Regions from separate parts of the Mus musculus genome. Here region 1 is linked to region 2. Evidence: chromatin contacts called from public HiChIP or PLAC-seq data. All regions are on one chromosome and are shown on one strand. Each heading gives the region's core, a stretch centred on a gene start, on an enhancer-like site or on the middle of the called end of the contact. The rest is flanking DNA. Distances are from core to core; before and after follow the strand shown. Region 1 overlaps Gm30340 (a long non-coding RNA gene). Region 2 overlaps Gm30223 (predicted gene, 30223).

Region 1 (6,350 bases), core at 3,032-5,531, 760 kb after region 2:
GTGTTGTAGCCTCAACTATTGCCCTACTAGAAACTCTAATCAAATCAATGGGTTATAAAAAGAATACATGAAAGTAGGAGGGGGACTCTTGGAGAAAAACAGGCTCAGAGGGAGCAGAAGAGAGATAAGGGGAAAATAGGGGTAAAAATGATTAAAATACATTATATGCATGTAGGAACTTGATAAAGAGCAAATTAAAAACTTCTAATTCAATTTGGCTCACAAAAGGTGACTGCTACTGTTATTGAATGGTGTCCTATCTTTTATACACAATAAGACATTTTTTTTTCCGTGCAGAATTTTGTGCCAAAGAGCTTTTGTCGTAAAAGGTGCAAAGGTTAATATATATTTGTGTTGAGTAGTTTTATTCAACTGACACAAGGTAGGGATCTGGTAAGAGGGATTCTCAGTTGAGAAAATGGCTCTGTACGATTACAGAGTCATATCTTGGAACATTTTCTTAATTATTAATGGATGTAAAAACTCCAGCGCATTGTGGATGGTGCCACCTTTAGACAAGAAGTCATAGGGCAAATAAGAAAGAGGGGTAAAGAAGCCACTAAACAGCGTTTCTTCATGGTCTTTATATCAGCTCCTGAATCCATGTCCCTGCATTGAGTTCCTTTGACAATGGACTGTGATGTAGAACTATAAGCTGAAATTAACATGTTCCTCTCCAACTTGTTTAATCATTGTGTTTTAGAAAACCTGACTATGGCAATATTTATGAATTTTTTGAGACAGGGTCTAACTATGTAGCTCTGGCTATCCAATACATCACTATGTACACCAGACTGGCCTCAAACTCACAGACCCACCTTCTTCTCCCTCCCAAGTACTGGGATTAAAGGTATGTGCAACTAAGCCTGCAAAAATAAAATAATATTTAAATGTGAATTTATTTAATCATCCAAGTGTTACTAGTTATATTGTAGAAACATACTGCAAATATTGATTCTCTAATTTTAAATAATATAACACTATCAGTCAAACCAGAAGATACAAAATCTAAGGTGACAAAGACCACAGCAAAGATACTGTGGTATAAAAGTAATTCTTGGGGAAGAGGCAGCCTATGTACCTCTTGTTCTCAAATAACTACTGGGCATTTCAATATCCACTCTAGCCTGGTTTTGCTCCAGAAAAAGACACAGAGAACTGTTGTTTTTACTGACATGCTGCAAGCCTAGGCTGTGCAGGTTCTGAGCTATTCTAACCCTCTAGGGATGCCTATTTCCTCAGACAAATGCCCTGTTATTTGTCAATCTGATCTTGCCCTGGCTTGCTCTGGTCCATGTGTGTCCTCATAGATACTCTTTCAGCAATCTGCTCATGGTGATTCCTCAAGGTCTCTCCACACCTTCTTCTCTGTGATCCTCTCTCTAATCTCTACCTCTGGGACCCCTGACTCAGTTCCAAAGTTTCTCTTCTCTCTGATAAGCTAATTGGCTGATCAGTCCTTTATATTAACCAATCAGAGATGATGGAAAACAATTTTTACAAAATATTGAGAGCAGAGATGCGTGAGCATGCCATTGTCTAGACTGAAACTAGTAACTCAGCATCTGATTACATAGTATGTGAAACCTTTCCCCAACTGTGTGTATTTTGTCAAAATAAATGGAAAATAATGTTTCATAAGTACTTTATTTTTAAAAATTCATCTACAATCCTGGGCGCAGAAATTCCCCATTTCCTGTTTATGTCTCCTTACCTGGCATAGATATCTGGCTCTAGGGAAGTGATGAGGAAGTGTCCTGACACTGTGCAAGTGTTCACGGGTGAATAAATGTCGAATGAATGAAATAGGTGATCACTGAACAGAGGAATGAGTGAACATGCACCTTATTCAATAGGGTCATCTGTGGCCTTTATTGAAGATCCTTTTACTTATTTTAAGCCATGATTACATTCACTAATGTTTCTCAGAGTAACCAGGATTTTCTCCCTCCCTTCATTTTGGAGCTTATTCCTAATTTTCTATTTAAAGCTCCCCAGCATTTAAAAGTGCAGAGAACTTTAAAAAGTTAACTATCCATTCTGAGGGCATAATCACAGACACAATTCTTGTCTTTTACAAATAAAACAAATTAATTTACAATATCTCAATAATATCTAAAATAAATCTCCCCTTTTATAATCTTGCTTGATATGATCTTGCTTGATCACTTGTTTCCAGTGATTACATGCCAAGTCCATATAAGTTCCCAATTCGAGCAAAATACTAGTATATCTGGACATAGAGCACATAATATCTAGCTTGCTTTGTTTTTTTGATTACTCTTAGTTCATTTGAATTGTCCTCTAAAGTATATGTTCTTTGTCAATATCTAAAAGTAAAGAAAAAAATATAATATCTTTACTAAGGGTAAACAGATGAGGGCTGTGAGATAGCTCCGTGAGTGCTAAACATCATGACCTGAGTTCAGAACCCCAGCATCCATGGAAAAGCCAACAGACACACATGCCTCTATCCTGAGCACTGGGGTGTGACAAAATACATCCTTGAGGCTTCTTGCCAGTTTTTCTAGCCAAAACAGTGAGGTTTCAGGAACAGTGGGAGACCTATCCTCAAAATATAAAGCAGGGAGTAAAAGCAGACATCTAATGTTGACCTCTCCCCTCCATGTGTGCACAGGCAAGCACACCTATGAGGAAGTATATCCCTCTTTCTCTCTTTCTCCCTCCCTCCCTCCCATCCTCCCTCCCTCCCTCCTTCCCTCAAACAGTGAAAGAGAAAATGAGTAGATGAGATTACTAACTAAAAGAGAAGTTAAAACTAAGGACTACATAGGAAAATAAAAAGTTGTGTAATCAGTGTTACATTACTAAGCGACATTTTTTAAGTGAATACTTCAGATATACTTCAGATTTGTTTAAATAAATGTATAGCAGTACCCCATTCTGGCAGACCCAAAATGTGGATATATAATTAACCTTCAAACTGTCCGAACCAGTGTTCAGTCATCATCACCATGCCTCCAGTGATGTAAGCCCCAGAGGAAAACAAAATTCTTGTCGCTGTCTTTCTCATTTGTGGCCCCAAATCACACAGAGAAAATGAGGTTTTTTTTCCAGCTTCTTTTTCAATGCAGAATGCTGCCTATGAAATTTATTTTCACAGAATAGTAAACCAACTGAAATGCCTTCTGAATGATAATGTTTCAGAGTCTGGATTTAAGATCCTATTATTGCATATTGAAATGCAATTCAGATGTTCTACTGATCAGTTGAGACATTTTCTAAATTCTCTTGGCTGGCTGGTATATCATCAAATAATTATTACAAGATTCTTAGGCATACTAAATAATTACCTGCAGCATATAGGAGCTTTATCTTTTCAAGTGTCATCTTCGCCACATGCTTTTCTGCTTGACAAGATATTTTTCCAACTCATAACCTTAAATTACATTAAAAAGTTTGTTCTCTACCCTTGAGATGATGTTACATATAAGAATTTCCTATATTATCAAGGAAGTAAACCAATAACTGTCTGCACAAGCAGGTATAAGATATCCCTGACATTTTTACATACATAAATAAGAGGTATTTTCCCTCTACAAATTACATGAATTTTATCACTTTCTTTATTTTAATTACCTTTTTTATCTAGTAGCCATCTTTCCATGATTCTACATGGAAGTGTGTCATTTTTAGTGCAGCCTTTGACATTGTCTTACTTGCTAATATGCTCGTAATGATTAGACTGGAAAAAGTCAGCATTAAGGAGTCTGACTCCCTCAGATGGATATTTCTGGTCCACAGAACCAACAATGTAGTGTGTCTAAAAGACTTTCTATCTAAATACTGTTTATGTTATTTTTCAAGCACAGCATCTGAAAAATTTGTTTGTTCACTTTCACTCAAATGTTTAATTCTTTCATTGGTCCTTTTATCAAGTTACATTCCCATTTTAAGGCACATAGGATGTCCCCACCAAAAGGTACAGAATGGAAGCATAAAGTGAAACGTTAGCAAAAATACAATATGAAAATATTTTGAAGATTTTCGATAACAAGAAACATTTTAAATTTTTTATTTCTCCTTTGGAAGATAACAAGAACCACATATTTGATTCAAAAAATGATTTGAGGGTAAGAAAAGGCTTGTTTTATCTTGCCTGAGTAATAGGGTTTTTTTTTTTTTCCTTTGCTGAATTCTCTGCGTGAATAAGAGAGTGGCAGCCATTTTTTTTTCCCAGCTCAACATCAAAACGCCTTTCATCTGCTGTCTAAACGCAAACAAAGCAAACCTTCCGCCAGGCCTTTCTTTCCAGATAAATTAAAACTCTCGTGTCCTGGGGCCTAAATCAAGCCTACAGGCCTTCCCTAGATAAATCCGCTCTCAACCCGAAATCTTCTCAACACACGTGCTCCTTGTAAGATAATTTTGCAGTAGCTAATCAATAATGCAACAGTAAATTGCATTTAAATAAACATTAGCGGCCCCTCTTAATGAGTAAAACCTCATCTGCAATTTGTCAAAGTCGGAAATACTGGACTCTTTTGATATTCATTAGAATATTGGAAATTGGAGCTTTGACGGGTTTTATGTACGATTCAATTACCATCGTGTGTGCATGTATTTTTTAAAGGCATGCTTTTATACATTCTGGGAAAATATAGCAGAACATACAGCAAGTTTCTAGACTGAAATTCATATGTCTGCAACCACCCTGGTTAAATATATATGGAGATAATCCTGTTTTCCATTGCAAATTATGAAGCACCCAAGTTGGGTATACCTCGTTTAAAATTTCTGACTGTAGACAAAGAAAAAGTAAAAATTGTTCCTGTGAAGTGATAAGAAGACCCTGTGATTTGACGCTTCATAGATCTTTATTCCTCTCTTTCACCAAAAAAGTCCTCATTATTGGAGGAGTCCAGACTTAAGAGCAGAAAGTAATGAGACAGCTTGGCACGCAGAACTATTATCCTGAGCTTGTAAAAATGATTTCTAAAATTATACATTTTAATATTGATTAAGAATGCTCAGATATTAGAAACATCTGGTTTATTAAGTATAGCTTTGTGATATGGATTTCTGTCATTCTAAATTATGTTAACTGTAGAAAGCTGAATCTGAATCACTATTGCTCACAAAATCCTTAACAAAAGACTGAAAAGATTCTAAGACATATATGTGAGCCATACTGCATAAGAAACCAAGATTACAGCCATTTCTTGTAAGGGATGAGATAGCCTATGATTTAAACAAGATCCACCTGATATCATATTTTGTACCCTTAATGTGGCATTTTCTAGACACCTAGATTAAGGAATAAACTTGCAAGCAAAATTAACCCTATTGTGAAAGTATCTATATAAATATGTTCTGTTTTATAGGAATTCCAGTTACTATAGACATAAAATGGAATAATATGATATAGTGATTTTTTTAGAAGAAGGTAGCTATTTGCTGGGACTGTAACTGGAAATATTTTTTTAGTTAATTTAGTTACTTACATCCCAAATGCTGCCCTAACTCCCTCCCAGTCCCTGGTCCCCATGTCAGTGTCCCTCCCCTCATCCCCCCTTCTCTTTTCCTCTGAGCAGGGGAAAAGAGCTTTCTTTAAAGTTGTTTCTGGACTATAGGATCTATTCTCCAACAGAGCTGACTTTGTCTAGCCTCAGTAGGAGAGGATGTGCCTAACTCTACAGATACTTGATGCAACAGGCTGTGGGGATAGCTAGGGGCTCCTACCTAATTTGTATATTTTTTGTGTAATGTCATCATTGTAAAAAAAAGAACTGCTACAATTTTATAGACAAACAATGTACATACCAAAAGGTTCACCTAAGCACCATACAAGAAAGCAAATACCTATTTCCTCGGCTATATTTCAATTCACGTACCAAATGCCCATTCAATGTATCATCACGATAGTCTAGCAAAAAAAAATTATGGAAAGAATGCAAAAGTAATTCAGTGTGACCATTTTGAGCGCTAGACAAAAATCATTTGAAATATTTACACTTTCACACAACCAATTATTAGCAAAGGCAGGTTGAAATGGTATATTAAAAATATAATATAAGCATGAAAAACTAGTGAGTGTTCTAATTTGCTAACCTTTCTAATTTCTCGTATCACAGTAGTAAGGTACTCTTACTACTGTGTATGTCATATAGTGAATTAAAATTTATGGTGGTGTTATATGTGACAATCTTCAAGAAGCATGCTTGTTGCAACCACCAAACCCTTAGGAAATGTCTCCTGACATTTATCATATGTAAACATGCATTAGGCTATAAGACAAAGAAAACCATACAAAGACAACCATACCCAGGTCTTATGTCAGTTAGTAGTAACCATCTCTGATTGTAAAGAAAGAGAAAGGATGATATAAT
Region 2 (5,678 bases), core at 1,734-4,233:
TGTAAGCAGAAAGCTCTTTCAAATTTTAACCCTCTTCTTACATGTAGTTAAAAATTCTTGTTTCATTTAATGCAGAGCTAATTTAGTGACATTACTAGTATTCTACTGAAATAAATCATTTTGCTATTTGACAATATTTCCTAAGTTATATTTCCCTAAAATTCTAAACTAATCCCTTTAAAATAAATTCTAGATACTATTTTGAACAAAGGCCTCATTATAAATGCTTCTATTTCTGCAAATGCATTTCTTTATGAGTCTTTTTTAATGCAATGGAGATTGACAAAGTACAGTTATGGTAAAGCACTAGTAGCTAGAATATAATAATACATAATAATCCTATATTTATATCTTTTGTGTTTATAATTCCTGTTAAAAACACAAATACTTATTACTTATATAATAATTTTGATCTTTTACATTTTTCACTATATAATTATACATAAATTTGCTAATAAATACTAATAAGTGATATGTGTTTATTAAAGCACAAGTCCCTACTATAATCTGTTATGAAGCAAATAAAATTGTGTTTGGTTACCTACAGTACTGCTTTCATTCCTGTTGTTTTATTAATTGGTTCTTTGATAAAGCAGAAATATTGCATTGTATAAATTGTTGCAGCCTGGATATTCTCATGAAATCTGAACAACCATTTCTTCATTTCCATTTGCCTTTTGCCTTTTGCAGTAACTGAGGAGGGGAGATGTCTGTTACTACCCAAAGAATATCCAACAGAAAATATGTGCATGAATAAGAAATATTTTTAAAATATTTTTGAGGTACTTTTATTAAAATGAAATATTTTTTGAGGGGAACACAGATTTTGAATTTCTTAATTAAGGTTCAATAGCTGCAAACATCTTCAGCTTCAAGAGACTGCTATTTTTCTGTTGTTAATTTTCACATGTATTTGTGAAATCTCTAAGTGAAAAGTCTTCCAGAACACTCTCCTCTTTTTATGTTGTATTACTTTACTTGGCTTATATTTTACGCACTAATATTAAGATTAAAGACAAAGCACTGTACCTTTAAGTCATAACCCAAGAGTACAAAGAGAAAGACACTCATGGTGCTGATCTACCCAGCATCTTCCTAAAACAATTGCCCCCATTTTATTTGTCATAGAATCCAGGCAATAACTAATGTTTTGCTTATTATTTTTACTCAGAAAAGATTGCATTCATAACCATATAAAATGCTGAATAAGAATAATGTGGTTTTGTCCTGAACTCAATTTTGATTAAAGGTGAGAACAACTAAGTTGCAAGTATACTCATATATAATTCCAGCTACATGTATTTACAGGTAACTATTTTAAAAGCTATTTAAAATATTTTAAATGATATTCGGTATCATATTTATACCAAGATATAAATCAGAATTATTTGCATCTGTAAATATTCCTTTTATGGCTAAACAAAAAGCAAAACACTTATATTTTTCGAAAAGGGCACACAATGCTAATGGTTTGCTCTGCGCACCTGCCAGCTTGGTTTGCAGTTTAAGCCACCCTGGAAATTCTCATTTCTTTGTGCAATATTTTATTCTGTGCTTTTCTTCAGGGCAGATTGGTTCTGCCTGCACTTTATTTCTGAACCCATGTTCATTCAAAATGGACTGCCAGACATAAATGCTCTATCTAGTGTTGCCACTGCTGCTGCAGGGGCTGCTGACTAACAGCACCCCTCCCCCAACCAGCTCCTGACCCATTCTCCTGCCCTATCCTTTGTTGACAATGGTAGTCCATTGTCAACAAAGAGTGTACAATTGTGGAATACTCAGCAGCAATTTTGGTAATGTTTTGCTTTGAATATTTTGAAAGTATTTTTGAAGTCTATAAATAGATGTGCCCCAAGCTTTTCCTTTTTCTTGATTTTAATATTTGGAGATGAGCTCTCATCCCACAGGGCAGCCTCGGGGACTGCAGTGGCTGGAATGCTTTCAGAGAACAAATGTGGCTCTGTGGCTCTCTTTTCATAATAATATCAACATCATATAGATTTAATAACAGGGTGATAGAGGACATTTTGATGATGGGGCAAATTCTCTGATCTGCCAAGGAAAGCATCTGATTCTCTCATGTACCAATTAATTATTGAAGCAACTGGAAATAATAGGCTACTCTGCTTGCTTCTTTCCTGCAAAGGAATGGAGTTGGTGTGGTGGTGGTGGTTTGTGTGTGTGTGTGTGTGTGTGTGTGTGTGTGTGTGTGTGTTTGCACAAGCATACATGTGAGCACTTGTCTGTGTTCAATAAGGAATCTTGGGCAGAAATTTCTTCACTGTGTTCTTAAAGATTATAGGGACGTTATCTGTACACGTCTGGTATGACAATAGTATTTCTAAGGAATAGGAATGCAATCTTTCTTTTTCTTTTTCCTTTTTTGAATTATTTTTTCATCCACACCCTTGATGGACCTCATTGTGAATTATTGTGTTTTATTTTAATGTCTACTTCTCATTTACTAGCACCTTTTTTGTTTTGTTTTGTTTTACAGCCCACTCTCTAAGGCAGGCACTAGATCAGTTGAGAAGAAAATCTTGTTTTGCTTTATGCCTCAATATGCATCATCCTCCTGCATACATAGATTGCCTTGGTATAATCTGGTTACTTTACAAAACTATTCCATGATATTCAGACTTGAGTCATCTTTCGCCCTAGAGTCTGTGGTTCTATAAACTTTTTAGATAGAGGGAGGTTGGATTCTTGGATTATTGTAAATTTGTTGCTTTCTATTGTGACAATAGTGTTTATATGCTTGACACCCTCATAATAATATTAAGCTCAATTTTTTAGTGTGATGTACTTTATACATTTGTATAAATGTCACAGCCTGTAATCACTTTCTTTGTCATCGACGATTAATCTAAAAAAATCGAATAATTCACTGCCCCTTGCCATTTACATATCGTCTGCTGCCATCTGCTCTTCTCAGCAGCAGTAAATGATGGGTAATTAACTCAGTGCCTTTGTCTTTCCCTTGCTGAATGTCTGACACATATAGATTTTCCTCTCTGTGCGGATGTGTGTGTATATGTGCATGTAAGAGGAAGAGGGAAGTGGTAAAGAATAAAGTGCAAGGGAGAATGAATGATACTTCACGGATGCATGCCAGCATGATATCATTGAAGGAGAGAAAGGCAAAGCAAGGTTCAGAGGAGTGGCCAAACTTCATGACCTCACATTTTAACCAAACCAAGATGAAGAAACACTACTGGAACTATGACTTTCTTGCACAATTGAGAGATTTTTCTAAAACCTTGAAAGCCAAGGTAATAATGGAAAGCCAAGGAAAGACTACAAAATCCTTTTGTTAATCAAGATGCGAAAAAAGATCATGCAAATGTGATGAAGTATACAATAACCACCACTAGCTTAAATACTCTACTTGACTTCTACACTGGGGGTAAATCTGTGTTGGAGAAATGATGCATAAGATAAATCTCAGATGGACTTGATGCTTGACCTATCTCTAAAAGCACAAAGTGTCAAGGAAAACCTAGAAGGACTCAGGAGACTCAAATTGTGTTGAAAAGCTGCTTTGAAAAGAAAATGAGATTTCTTCCCTGGATTTCTACAGATTTCCACTAAATAGATTAATTATTTCTTTCAGACGTCTCCCTTCACACAGGAGATATAATATTATTGGGACAATTCTTACTTGAAACACCTATCTTTCATTTTGCAATAATTTTCTGAATTGTGGCTGAGTTTGATAACACTAAAATTTGAAAATACTAAAAACTAGAAAGGGAAAATTAAGGGAAACTTATAATTTAGCTTTGTTTTAATCCAAAGTAAAGTTAGAATATACCCTGAGTTCCAGAGTATGACCAGAATCTCTTCTACATAAAATTCTTAAGGCTTCTTCTGACTAATGTTGATATACATGTACTATCTCTAACTTAAGCAAACTAAAGTTTGCTCATTTCATTTTTTCCATTCACACACACACACACACACATACACACAAAGAAAATATATTTCATTCACTCAGTAAATCTAAGAAATAATCTATAATGATGTAAATCATGACCTAATACCTAACCATTCACACTGGCAAGGTCTTTAGTAGTTTTGCCATTTGGTGTGCTCACAATCCCCAAATTGCTAGCAGATATAGACCTATCAGTACAGAATACAGGCAAATTCCAGGAACTTAACTTCCATATGCACACAATATTTTCCCATGCAGTCCAACCCCAGTATCTCAAATTTCCTATCTTCTGAGTGGTTATAAGAGTGTACTTGCATTTTTCTGTCATGAAAGTAATGAACGAATACCTGAAAACATTGATAGTTCTGCTTAATTTCAGTCTTTTTAATAACTCTTGCTTCATTTGTTCTATCATCATATGAGTTCTCCAGGTTAAATTATGTGTCCATAATCATAAAACAACTGGGCTTCCACAGAAGGTCATTCAGTGGGTAGATTATATTGTTCTCCATTAGTTTGAAATGTCTTATGGAGATGAGTGAATACAGGTATTAAGTGATGAAGTGGCTAAACATGTATACAACTGACTAATTCGCTGAAAAATAAGGAAAGAATATTACAAATGTGAAAAAAAAAAGAGGAGAGTCTCCATCTCTCAGGGATTGTGGCAAGTGTGTAAAATATATGTACTTTATGCAGTTATTTCAATTTTATAAATTTGTATGACTTACAGGTACATTTGTCAGCATGTAATTGAGTATGAGAACTTGAAAGCTTTCATTGCAATCATTAATCCAGCATCATTGTTCTCTTAGGTTGGTGTGTGACCCAACAGGCTTACAGAACAATATCTCTGAATATAATTGGCATATGTCAGCAAAATAGAATTAGTAACAAGTATTTTTTTTGAAATGTTCTTTTGTTAATTAAAAAAAAGATGAAGGTTTCTTCTTGGATTAAATTATAGCTTGAATTTCTTTGTGGTTTGATTTTGGTAGCACTTAAAATGAATTAATTTAAATTTTGATTCAAGAAGAATGTATTAATTCCCTTTTCTGTGAAAACACTGTAAGAGTTTTCCTTTCTTCAAAATGATTTTATTTGAATTCCTGGTCTGAAAGGTACACTGCATGGGAAATATGGGGCAATGACTTATCTAGGCTATCATACGTGTACAGGTAGAATTAACCATTTACCACCTCCTCAAGGTTTGAATAGACAGAGTGACAGGTAGTTTCTCTGGGGTGATTTAATAGCTACGACAAATCCAAACTCTCCCACAGCTGATTCCCACAGGCACAGGACTGAAGTGAATGCCTGAAGTGTTTACTGCTGCACACTCACCATGTTCAGCCACATGGATGTTATGGTTAATGTTGGTAATTTGGGAAAATTGTGCTACACCCATCTTTCATTTAACACTATAGGACAAACAGTAGTGAATTCCCACTTTTAGAGAAGTCTGGAGGGAAAATTAATTCTGGAGTTTTATTTTTGTACACTTTTTATTTATTTTTTTTGTCTTGAAATTATTTTTTTTACTAGTTAAGTAAAAAAAGGGCCATGATAATCTTCTCTGTATAGTTCCAATTTTAGTATATGTGCTGCCAAAGCAAGCATGAAAATATTTTTCAAATATTCTTTACTTTGAAATTTTCATGTATTATATTTTGGTCATAGTCACACCCTCGCACAACTCCCCACAGATCTCCCTCCTTTTCATACACACCTAACTTTG

What was found. HiChIP or PLAC-seq counts read pairs in DNA pulled down with a chosen protein or histone mark.
Region 1: an H3K4me3 HiChIP or PLAC-seq map of embryonic forebrain shows a contact between it and region 2, with 12 times the contacts expected there. The contact joins two enhancer-like sites. A contact is called at or near these places in 2 of 39 promoter capture datasets (cranial neural crest and maxillary cranial neural crest) and 3 of 115 datasets of contacts at active chromatin or transcription factors (embryonic forebrain, embryonic hindbrain and forebrain).

Annotation. Positions count from the first base shown.
Region 1 is chr3:17,578,425-17,584,774 of GRCm38.p6, forward strand. The region is part of intron 2 of Gm30340 (a long non-coding RNA gene); the gene reads right to left. Among named protein-coding and RNA genes, the nearest start is that of Gm30340, 200 kb to the right of the region's middle. Within about 2 kb of position 4,282, at least 6 of the 459 cell types and tissues checked have an H3K27ac peak or open chromatin away from gene starts, as enhancers often do. A contact at or near this core is called in embryonic forebrain, where this site is marked.
Region 2 is chr3:16,817,753-16,823,430 of GRCm38.p6, forward strand. All of the region lies in intron 1 of Gm30223 (predicted gene, 30223), which reads left to right. It also overlaps the pseudogene Gm26485. Among named protein-coding and RNA genes, the nearest start is that of Gm30223, 3.5 kb to the left of the region's middle. Within about 2 kb of position 2,984, at least 7 of the 459 cell types and tissues checked have an H3K27ac peak or open chromatin away from gene starts, as enhancers often do. A contact at or near this core is called in embryonic forebrain, where this site is marked.